2 separate regions of the Macaca mulatta genome follow, and region 2 is linked to region 1. A link is a contact called in public Hi-C data. All regions are on one chromosome and are shown on one strand. The core of a region is the stretch at or near the end of the contact, and the rest is flanking DNA. Distances in the headings are between cores, read along the strand shown.

The links. A called contact is a pair of places that touch in the nucleus more often than the background predicts.
Region 2: a contact with region 1 is called in a Hi-C map of fetal cortex germinal zone, with 4 times the contacts expected there. The contact joins two enhancer-like sites. A contact is called at or near these places in 3 of 14 Hi-C or Micro-C datasets (cortical neurons, fetal cortex germinal zone and fetal cortical plate).

Annotation. Positions count from the first base shown.
Region 1 is chr6:133,834,856-133,839,915 of T2T-MMU8v2.0, reverse strand. No RefSeq gene overlaps it. Among named protein-coding and RNA genes, the nearest start is that of ZNF608, 160 kb to the right of the region's middle. Within about 2 kb of position 3,050, at least 4 of the 40 cell types and tissues checked have an H3K27ac peak or open chromatin away from gene starts, as enhancers often do. A contact at or near this core is called in fetal cortex germinal zone, where this site is marked.
Region 2 is chr6:133,662,341-133,667,103 of T2T-MMU8v2.0, reverse strand. All of the region lies in intron 2 of ZNF608 (zinc finger protein 608), which reads left to right. Among named protein-coding and RNA genes, the nearest start is that of ZNF608, 14 kb to the left of the region's middle. Within about 2 kb of position 1,438, at least 8 of the 40 cell types and tissues checked have an H3K27ac peak or open chromatin away from gene starts, as enhancers often do. A contact at or near this core is called in fetal cortex germinal zone, where this site is marked.

The DNA.
Region 1 (5,060 bases), core at 1,801-4,300:
AAGCTTCTATTTTCCCACACATGGTATTTTGGGTTTCTTTTCCAATGGTCAAACATATATCCCAGCAAATAAAAGGCTCCAACTTTCGGAATTCTCAAACAACTTAGATTGCAGGACTTGAGCAAAAGTACCTATCTCAGTAGTATATTTTATTCCATATCTGTTTTGTATTCTGTGTGTCTCTTGAATAAGGTAGTCTCTGTCTGAGGGTCTTATTAAAAGCAACAAGGAAGTCCAGCAAATGCCAGCATTCTGTGTGTGAGTCAGTGCACTGTTTTCCTAGAGTCTACAACCATGTTTTGCCCCATTTAATACAATCACCTGCTTTTACCTGCCTGCCTGCGATAACTGCCTTCACTATTCCACCTCTTCCATTACAGAAATGAGACATTTTATATTCTATTACTTGAAAACCTCTTCCCGCAATTCTGATCAGTTGTGATACCATATTCTTTTTCAGTTAGAAATTACATTTGGCTGTGCAAAACAGATACCTGAAAATTAGTGGCTTGAGCAATGTGTGTGTGTATGTGTTGGAGTAGGGGGTGGGCGGCTTACATAAAGACAGCCCAGAGGACTGTCACTGCTAACTTGACGATTCTCTTCACCTTTCTCTCATGATCCATTGCCAGTTGGTTCCAGTGACTACAGGAGAACACACAAGAGCAAAATGTGCACCTAGAGCTACTTCTGTTCTATTTCAAGTAGCTCTAAGTAACTTCCTCTTACATACCATTGGCCAGATGTGTGTTATGTGCCCATCTCTAACTACAAAGAAGTCTGAGACTGTGGCTTTTTAATCTGGGCACAGGGCCACTTCCACCACATCAGGATTTTGGCTGTCAAGAGAGTGAAACGGAAGATTGTTTTATTTCACATAGGTCATGAGCCATTCTAAAATTCGGACATTTTAAGGATTTATTCTGATGGAAGATTTTGTATTGGTCCCATCCAAAAAATACATTCCCTTTATATTTCGCCACATACATACAGAACGATTAAAGACCACCTAAATGAAATGTTTTTATGAGGAGAATCTCTCATTTGGCATCTTCACTGACATGCTAAAATGATATACATTATTCAGATAGTATAACTTGTTTGTCATCACGTTTCGGAAATAATGTCACATATGAAAGAGCCACAGATACCTAACGTTTCCGTTTCTGGAAGGCTTCTTTTTGGTGTGAAAGCAGAGGCTCTCGTGTGCTCAAAGAAACATTGTAAAAGAAAAAACACAAACCATTTTTCCCTACTCTAACCTCACACTTGTTAACAAAGGATCATGAGATCTTTGGAGGAAAAGAGAGAGCTGTATCTTCTGTAACAATAACCTGCAGACTGGGGAGGCACAGCCTTCAGTACAAGTGAGATTGTGCTCTCCAAAGATCAAAGGGAAGGTCCAGCTTAGACAGCGAAAGTTCTCACCCTGGTTCTCAATTAGGTCTATTTTATGCAAATGAAGGATTCAAACTTGTTCAGGTCTGATTGGTCAAAAGAGTCAAGCCCTGATGATGTGGTTTCCAAGCCCCAAATGAGAAGTCTCTGTCAGATATTTCTAGCTATGGGGTGTTGGGATGGGGAGAATTCCAGCCACAGTTTATCTTGGCATGGAATACAGGACAACAGTAACTGGTTTGTTTTGATTGCAGAAAAGGAGGTCCTATGGCACTTTCACAACATCTTTCTAAGAACACAGAGTATGTGACCCTCATCCAGCAATGGCCACTTGATTCTGTTTTAATTTTGAGCACCTTAGTTAGCCATAGGGAGTCCATTTTGTCTGTCAGCTGGGGGCACACTTTAACACACTCAACACAGAACTCTTCTGTGACTGGATATGTGAGGATTTTTCCCCACACCAAGCAGTTCTCCACTGGACACCAACTGGACGTTCTATAATTCAAGTCAATTCTGACACTATCTAACTGGAGACAATGTCACATCCCACAGGTTAAGGGATCAGTCCCACAAGACTGCCCCCAACTTCAGATGCCAATCAGCAGTCCAGGCCACTCATACTTCTGACCAACTGGCTATAGCCACAACCCCTTGCTTGGGTTCAATTAATTTGCTAGCATGGCTCACAGAACTCAGGGAAACACTTATATTTGCTGGCTTATTATAAACACTATTATAATGGGTACAGATGAAATGCCAGATGAAGAGATACATAGGGCGAGGTATGGGGGAAGTGGCATGGAGCTTCCACGAATACCTCCACATGTTTAGCAACCTGGAAGTTCATCAAATCGTGCTGTTCAAGAGTTTTTATAGAACGTGACCTCAAGCCCTCTCCTTCCCAGAGATACACAGATACATGAGTAGGGCTGAAAGTTCCAAACCCCTAATCCTCTAATCACCTGGTCTTTCTGGTATCTGGCCCCATCCTGAGGCTATCTAGGGGCCCTACCCTAAGTAATCATTAGCATAAACTCAGGAATTATCAAAGGGACTTATTATGAACAACGAAAGATACTCCTATCACTCAGGAAATGCCAGGGGGTTTAGGAGCTCTAGACAGAAACCAGGGACATAGACCAAATGTATTTCATATTATACCATGTATGTCAAACTGCTTCCTGAAAGAAAAAAAAGAGAAGGGAATGGAAGGGGAAAGGGAAGAGAAGGAAAGGAAAGGGAGGGGAGTGGAAAGAGAAAAGTAGACTAAGTGATATGAGTTAGGTTAGGTGAGGTGAACCCACTTTTTATTATTACAACCCTAGGAGCTGCAGTGAAGAATTTCAATAAAACATGTAGTATTTCCAGCACGTTGTTAGTGATGTTCTATGGTCACTATCATTTTTCTCTTTCTGGGAATTCGGTTTGTCCCTACTAAGCCAAGGTCACAGATTGAAGAATCTTAGCGGCCATCCAGGCACTGCCTTTGAAGCAAAGGGTCAGTGCATTAGTACAAAAGGGAATTAATCCAGTATGCTGGCTCACCACATGGTATTTAATTCATTTAAAAGGAATGACCAGAGCTCCTATTCTAGGTTTCCATCTGAACAATCAGAAGCCTCCCCTCTCCCAAACAAGAACGTCATTAATGAATATTCAACGGAAAGTATTACTTCATTGTCAGCTCTAATTGCTAGTTTTACCTTATTAGTAGAAGCTTTTCTGTGGCTGAGCCTGACATACATTTGTTTGCACACTGTTATTAGTCAAGACTCAGTGAAGTCTTGTAATTAACACCTCCACATTATCTCATGCAGTGAAAGCAAAGACAAAACCAGATGACTCACTTTGTTTCAGCTTTGCTCTTGTTTTCTGATACAGAAGCACTTAAGGAGAAGTGTAAGCTCATCAGAATGCCATATGGAGCCAACAGAAACCATAAAAGGGTTTTCAGGAAGCAGTGCATGGAAGTTCATTAAGTGAACAACACTACAGTCAACATCCTGATTTAAAACTCTACCGGACACGAATAAATTGTGCAGGTACATTACCTGCATCACACTCAGCACCATCCAGGTTGCTGATGAAGGATCCATGTCCCCAAGACGCAGGGGAGATAACAAATTCTCCGTAAACGTAATGAAGTTAATGATTCACATGACAGTTAAATAGCTTTCAGAAATCTTATCAGTTTAGAGATAAAGCAGACCAAGGCAATAAGTGTATTTTAATCACTTCTACTATTGAAAACACTGTGACTAAAAGCTGGCTTCTAGCAGCCTATAAATGATATTTCCGTAGAAAATGGGGGTGGAGGAGGTGGAGGAAATGTCAACAGTTCATATTTTAGTTTTATATTTGGGAAGAGCTCTTTCTCCTAATGTCTCTGTTAAAAATAATTTCTAGCAAAAGAGATTTGAGAAACCAAGATATGATCACATTTTTTCCTTTTATAAATTTAGCCTAATTGTCTTTTTATTTTTAAACACAAAAATAAAACACCAAACTTTACCATTATCTGAAATTTTAACAATTAAATCTACAAAATCTGTCATAAGTTAAAAGAAGTAAGTGCTTACTTCCTGCTTGCGAATGTTTCTTTTCTAAGACAATGCAAACAAGGAGAAAATCAGCTACAATGGGAAAGAGGAATAATATATATGTAATGGTGTAATGACCTTTCAATTAGCAAGTACAGTATTCCCAAAGCAATGAAGAATCTGGGCATTAAATTAAAATCATTATCATACAGAATTTGCACAGCTTGAATGGTCAGATTGCAAATCGTATTTACAAATAGAAACAGGCCAAAAATGTTATGGACCTCTACATACACGAAATTTCCAATACTATAAAAGTAATCCATCAGAAAGTAATAATCAAGAATGCCTACAAGTTGCCCGACTCTTCTGGAAACATCCTGGTGGGCCTGTAACTGATCGTGTCATGAGGTAATCACCCTTTCTTACAGGCATTTTACTTTGTCACCTTTATCATCCAAGTCACAACTCTGTGCAATGTTGGTCTATCTTTCTGTGCCAGCACACAAGCTAGTTTATTAATTTATTTATTTTTACGACAGGGTCTCCCTCTGTTGCCTAGGCTAGAATGCGTGTTCACATCTTACTGTAGCCTCCCCAGGCTCAAGAGATCCTCCCACCTCAGCCTTCATAGTAACTGGGACTACATGTGCCCGCCACCAAGCCTGGCTAATTTTTGTATTTTTTGATAGAGACGAGTTTCACCATGTTGCTCAGGGTGGTCTCGAACTCCTGAGCTCGGAGATCTGCCCGCCTAGGCCTCCCAAAGTGCTGGGCTTACAGGCATGAGCCACCATGCCCGGCCAACAGGCCAGTTTAAATGACTGAGTCACAAATGTTACTACACAGTTGCAATTTGGGAAAATTATTAAACTGGGCAGCTTCATGGTAGAGATCCTAGGTATTCTATCCCAATCCCAGCAGTAACTCTCTGTAAAAACCAGCAGAGGTTTCAGCAGACAGGACTTTGGCCAGCTCTCTGTATTTTGCCTCTGCCTAAAAATACCACCATTAAAACATTTTCACATTCGTGCCACTGTGCGTGTTTTGGCTTCAGGTGCCTACTTTGCCCTATTTGTCCAGCGCTAGCCCTGAGGCTTAGGTTTCTGCAAATCTATT
Region 2 (4,763 bases), core at 189-2,688, 170 kb after region 1:
CAGATGGCATGGTGCCACAGACGAATAATTTTACTTAAAGGGACTTTTAAGGTTTTGATGTGTTTTCTTTTCCTCTTATTTCCCTGATGGCTTCTTTTTATTGAAGGGTAACTTAAGGAGACCTGGTAGCAATTTTACTGCCTTCCCCTGACAGTTTGAAATAATAGCTTGGTCTTTGGTTGCGCTGATCTTCTACCAGTCAACTCGATTCTGGTTTTTGTCATGTGGCAGAGAATTTTTAAAAAAGTGTTTGTAGTATGTTTTAAGAAGTGGACTCTTTTATATGCCTCAATTAGCAACAGACGACAAAGTTCCAATTGGTCACACTTTCATAAACTCCTGGAAGTCACTGTTTGTCCTTTTGATTAAAGAAAACTCCTGGTTTAGTTTCTTAGGAAAGCACATCTGGCCCTCTGGCCGCTTTCGGTACACCTTTTTGTCCTTCGCATTAGTCACTGAAGGTTCAAAGATTGTGTCTAAGTTGTTCCTAGTTAGGTTAGAAAATTTTCCCCACGCTGGAGGAAATGTACTTTTTAAAAAAAAAAAAAATTTTTAAACTACACTCATCATATGTTTGAATTCAGCTGGCATAAAAGTACCTTTTGTTTTTGTGCCTAGATTTTACAGTTTTATCCATTCTTCACCTCAAACATCATCAGGATGAGTTGGAAAGCATCTTCTAACTTTTTTTTTTCCGAAGTGTGCATAGCCAGGCCAGATTACTTCTGGATTTCCTGTCACTTCCTTGACTGATTTTATGGATGGCTCATGTTAAAAACAACAAAAATGTTTGAACTGGAAGGGTTGAAGCCTTGGGTTTTCATTCTTCATGGAGAACTGTTTATTTGTGTGTGGTTCACCACAGTACATGGATAATACTATCAAATCTGTGCTTTATTATAGGCTTATGACTAGCACAGCAGCACTGTAGTTATGTGTTCCCGTGCTTTAGTTATTTGCCAGTTCTTTTGTGATGGAAATGAAATTAGAGCTGAATCTTTGCAGCGAAGGGGAAAATAGGCACAACAAATAGAAACTATCCCTTGAGCCAGTTAAGAAGTAAGCAGTGGTGATTAAACATCTTTTTTTTCAAAATAATTGAAACACAGAGGAAGCTACTTCCATTTAGCTTCTGTGAAGATGTGTGGAAGATGAGCTCAACACTTTTGAGAAGTGGAGGCTGCAACTAGATTTTATCCCCCTATATCGTTTGACATCTTCAGTAATTGAAAAGCGATTCGTATTCCCAAATCTTTAAACTTCTCTGAAGGTGTAATTTGAGTTAAGTAATATTGTTTGTTTCTGCTCCCAAAAGGGAGCAACATGATGTTAAAACAGAGCAATTGAGCCTCTCCGCATCCAACTCCATTTGGTCAATTGTCTCCATTTACATTCCTTGCCCAAATCTTTCAACAGCCTTTCCCATGATGCCGCAGCAGATGCCAGACACTGAAGTAGAAAGCGAGCAGCTGTTTCTAAACATTACTCCATTGCTGTATTATCCTCCACAATCTGCTTTCTTTTGCTCTTCCCTTCCCCCATTCTTAAAATAAAGAAGCCTTCTCTCCCTTTGACTTTTGCATCCTCCAGTTTATCAGTGTGCAGGTTTTCTATCTTATCATTCGCACTTCAGCAGGTCCGTTTATTGTTTTCGCTATGGGAGCAGATGGAGGGTCCTGGGCTCTTGGGGGCGTGGCCGCTGGCACCTCGGGCCCGGGGCTGCGCGCTCCCGACGGGGCGGCGGGGGCGTGCAGCCGGGGACGCGCCCTTCTTCCCGCCGGGGACCCGTTTATGGCCCTGAGCGCTGTAAATCTGTCAGCTCTTCACGACGCCCTCACCTCTTTCTTCATTTGCTCCAGCTTCTAGTTTGACAACGTTCCCCTGAGGCAGAATTCTAATCTGCTTCCAATTAGTTGCAAAATGTGACTGAAATTTCCACATTATGACTGCTGTTTTACTTGCACGCACACATCTAGAAACAAATTAATGCTCTTGAATATTTATTTTTTGAGCCCTTGGATTTACTTTAAGAGGAAGAGTTTCCAACTGTTTGGAATGACTTCCAGGGTTTGCATTTTTTCCCGAAAGCCGAATATACTGAGTACATTAAAACAAAACAAAGCAACTATGTTGCCCCCCATCACTTAATAAGCCTTTTCCATCTTTTCAAGATTTCCCAAAATGTATTGCATATGTTTAAGTAATGCAAATAAATTTTGTAGTATTTCTAAAATAAACAAAACAAGGATGTTTGGCTAAGGAAGGGTCCCTATGCAGTGTTTTAATAAAAGAGAAATATACACACACATTTCCTTCTAAATATAGCTTAAGTATACTTTGGCCAAAACACAAAGACTTTTGTTCCACACTTTTAAATTCTTTCATTCAATATTCAAAAGCTGTAAAGCCAAATAAACGAATTGGGTGATTAATTGGCTTGGCACAAATCTAACGGCAGCATTAAAGAAGTTACTGTGGGCATTAATGTGTACCCAAGTTTTTGTGTAGGTCTCTGGAGCACACCCTCCCTCAGTGAGCGGCTGGGCCGGTTGTGCTGAGATCAGTATAGTAGGTGGGTTCCTGTGACTTTGGTCTTCCCACTCCCTCCTTACGCCAATGTTAGGAGAATGGACCTAGCTCTGGGATTGTTCTGTTTAGAGGGTGATCATCACCCATCACCCCAACTCCATTTCCTCTCTTTCGGTGAATTTTTTTTTTTTTTTTAAACAAAGATGTTGATCCCCCTGGTTATATGTAAATATTAGAGTTGTTTCAATCTTGGTTGCTGAGAATGTCAAGTTAAGACAACCATTTTATTACTTGCCTTAAAGACTGCTTTCTCAAGTACTGGAGAATTTTAGTACCAAGGCAGTGGATCTCTGGATTAGTATTTGTGAAAAGGTGCTACTCTTAATGTAAACAGCGAAATTTACTGGTGCATTTTATAGTAGAATTTAGTCCTCAAGCATCTTGGCAGATTGATATCAACAGTAATAATGGGCTTTAAAGAGGTGTGAAGGATTTTATTGATGGTAAAGTGGTTATGTTGATCGCATCACTGTGTATTAGTTTCTGAGTAACAACTGCGCATGTAAATGGCTGCATGAGTTTTTTTTAAAACATCTTTATCATATACAGTCATAAAACCCTATATTGATTGATTTCTAATGCTCTTTTATGTGCCACTTTCAATCTCTAATCAGGAGGTGGAGAATTTATTTCATTTTGTTTCCACAAAACCTATTCAAAATTATTTCTTAGATATATAGAGTATACATTATTTAAATGATTTTCTAAAAGCTTATTTTTAGATATGCCAGAATCCCACAAAAGAAGTTGGCGTACTCTTTGTATTGCTTCCTTTCTTCTTACTCAATGACTAGTAGTAGAAAAAAACAGCCAGATTGAAATCCTTAAAAATTTAAAATGTTGGGCCTTCAGAGTGCAGAGACCTCCTGGGTTAAAAAAAGAAAAAAATAGTGGCCCCGTAGTGAAATGCTCACAATAGCAATGATTGTGGTAGCCCCTCAAGTCCTGGGGTTCACTAATTACCCTTTAATGAGGTCAGTCTGCCCCGGCTTTTTCCCTACCTTGGGAGGAAAAGCACACAAGACAGTTGGAGTTCAAGTGGATCTTGCTGTATTTGCAACTTAGCATAACTGCTTTGAAAGCCCCCAGGGTGCTTAATTGGGGCCTGGGCATTTTTGTTTGGGGGGAGACTATACACAGCTCCTCATTGTGCTTGTAGAGGCCACTGTGCATCTTGGAAGCATTACATGCTTTTGTTGATGGTGCATAGTTTTATAAACTCCAAATGAGCTTATTGCTTTTTAACCATTGGGAGAGCTAAATAATGGAAGAACCTAGAAGACTTTGGGTTGGGCAGCGGCCAAATGGGGGGGCAGGGTGGGGGAAGAGAAAGAGAGAGAGAATGAATGGTTTAATTGTAGAGCAAACCGTTTGTTTGCAGATTAAGATTTACTCCGTCGCCAAATCCTATGGATGAGGTGAAAGAATGAGGCCGTAAGGTAGAGAAATTGAATGCCCAATGTTATGTTTTGTGATCATGCTCAGCTGTTTTTACCCTTTTTTTCACAAAGAAAGCAAAAGAAGAATGAATTGTTTAATGGAGAGAACTGCCTGGCCAAGTGCATTTTTTAAGCTGTACAGAGGCAGGGAAGAAGCGGGGGGTGCGGGGAGGCAGGTTATTTCTGTGCTCCCTGGTCAGGAAGCAAAAATCTTAAGATTCTTTTAGCTGAGAGAGGGGCTAGAAAACTTGGGGAATCTTCCTTTTTGCTCACTTACGGAGGAATGGTGGTAGTGGAGGTAGGGAGTAAAAAGTAGAAAGGTGTGTGGGAAAGAGGGTAGTTGTGGTAGAGCTTTTGTTGCAAGGGCCCTAGACAATGCATTCTCTTGAATAATTGGGACCATTTATAGAAATTCCCCACGATTTCATTAGTTAGCCCTGTTTCTGAATAGAAAGGGACTCTCCAGCAACAGCAGTGAAGTGGTACAGCAGTTTTGGAGGGGGAAAAGCAGTTGCCTGGCAGCCTGAATGTCATTCTCTTTTTTTTTTTTTCTTTGAACAAACAAAAAAACCCTTTTCCTAAGGACTGGATGACCAGAAATCATGGCATTTGTCCATGTTGTAGTTGCAGTTTGTCCTTCTAATCTTCTTGTGAATAAATAGGTTTCTGGAAAGATCTAGTGTTGTTTTCTAGAAGTATCTTTCTAAACACTCCCCAACTCACTGTTCTTATTTT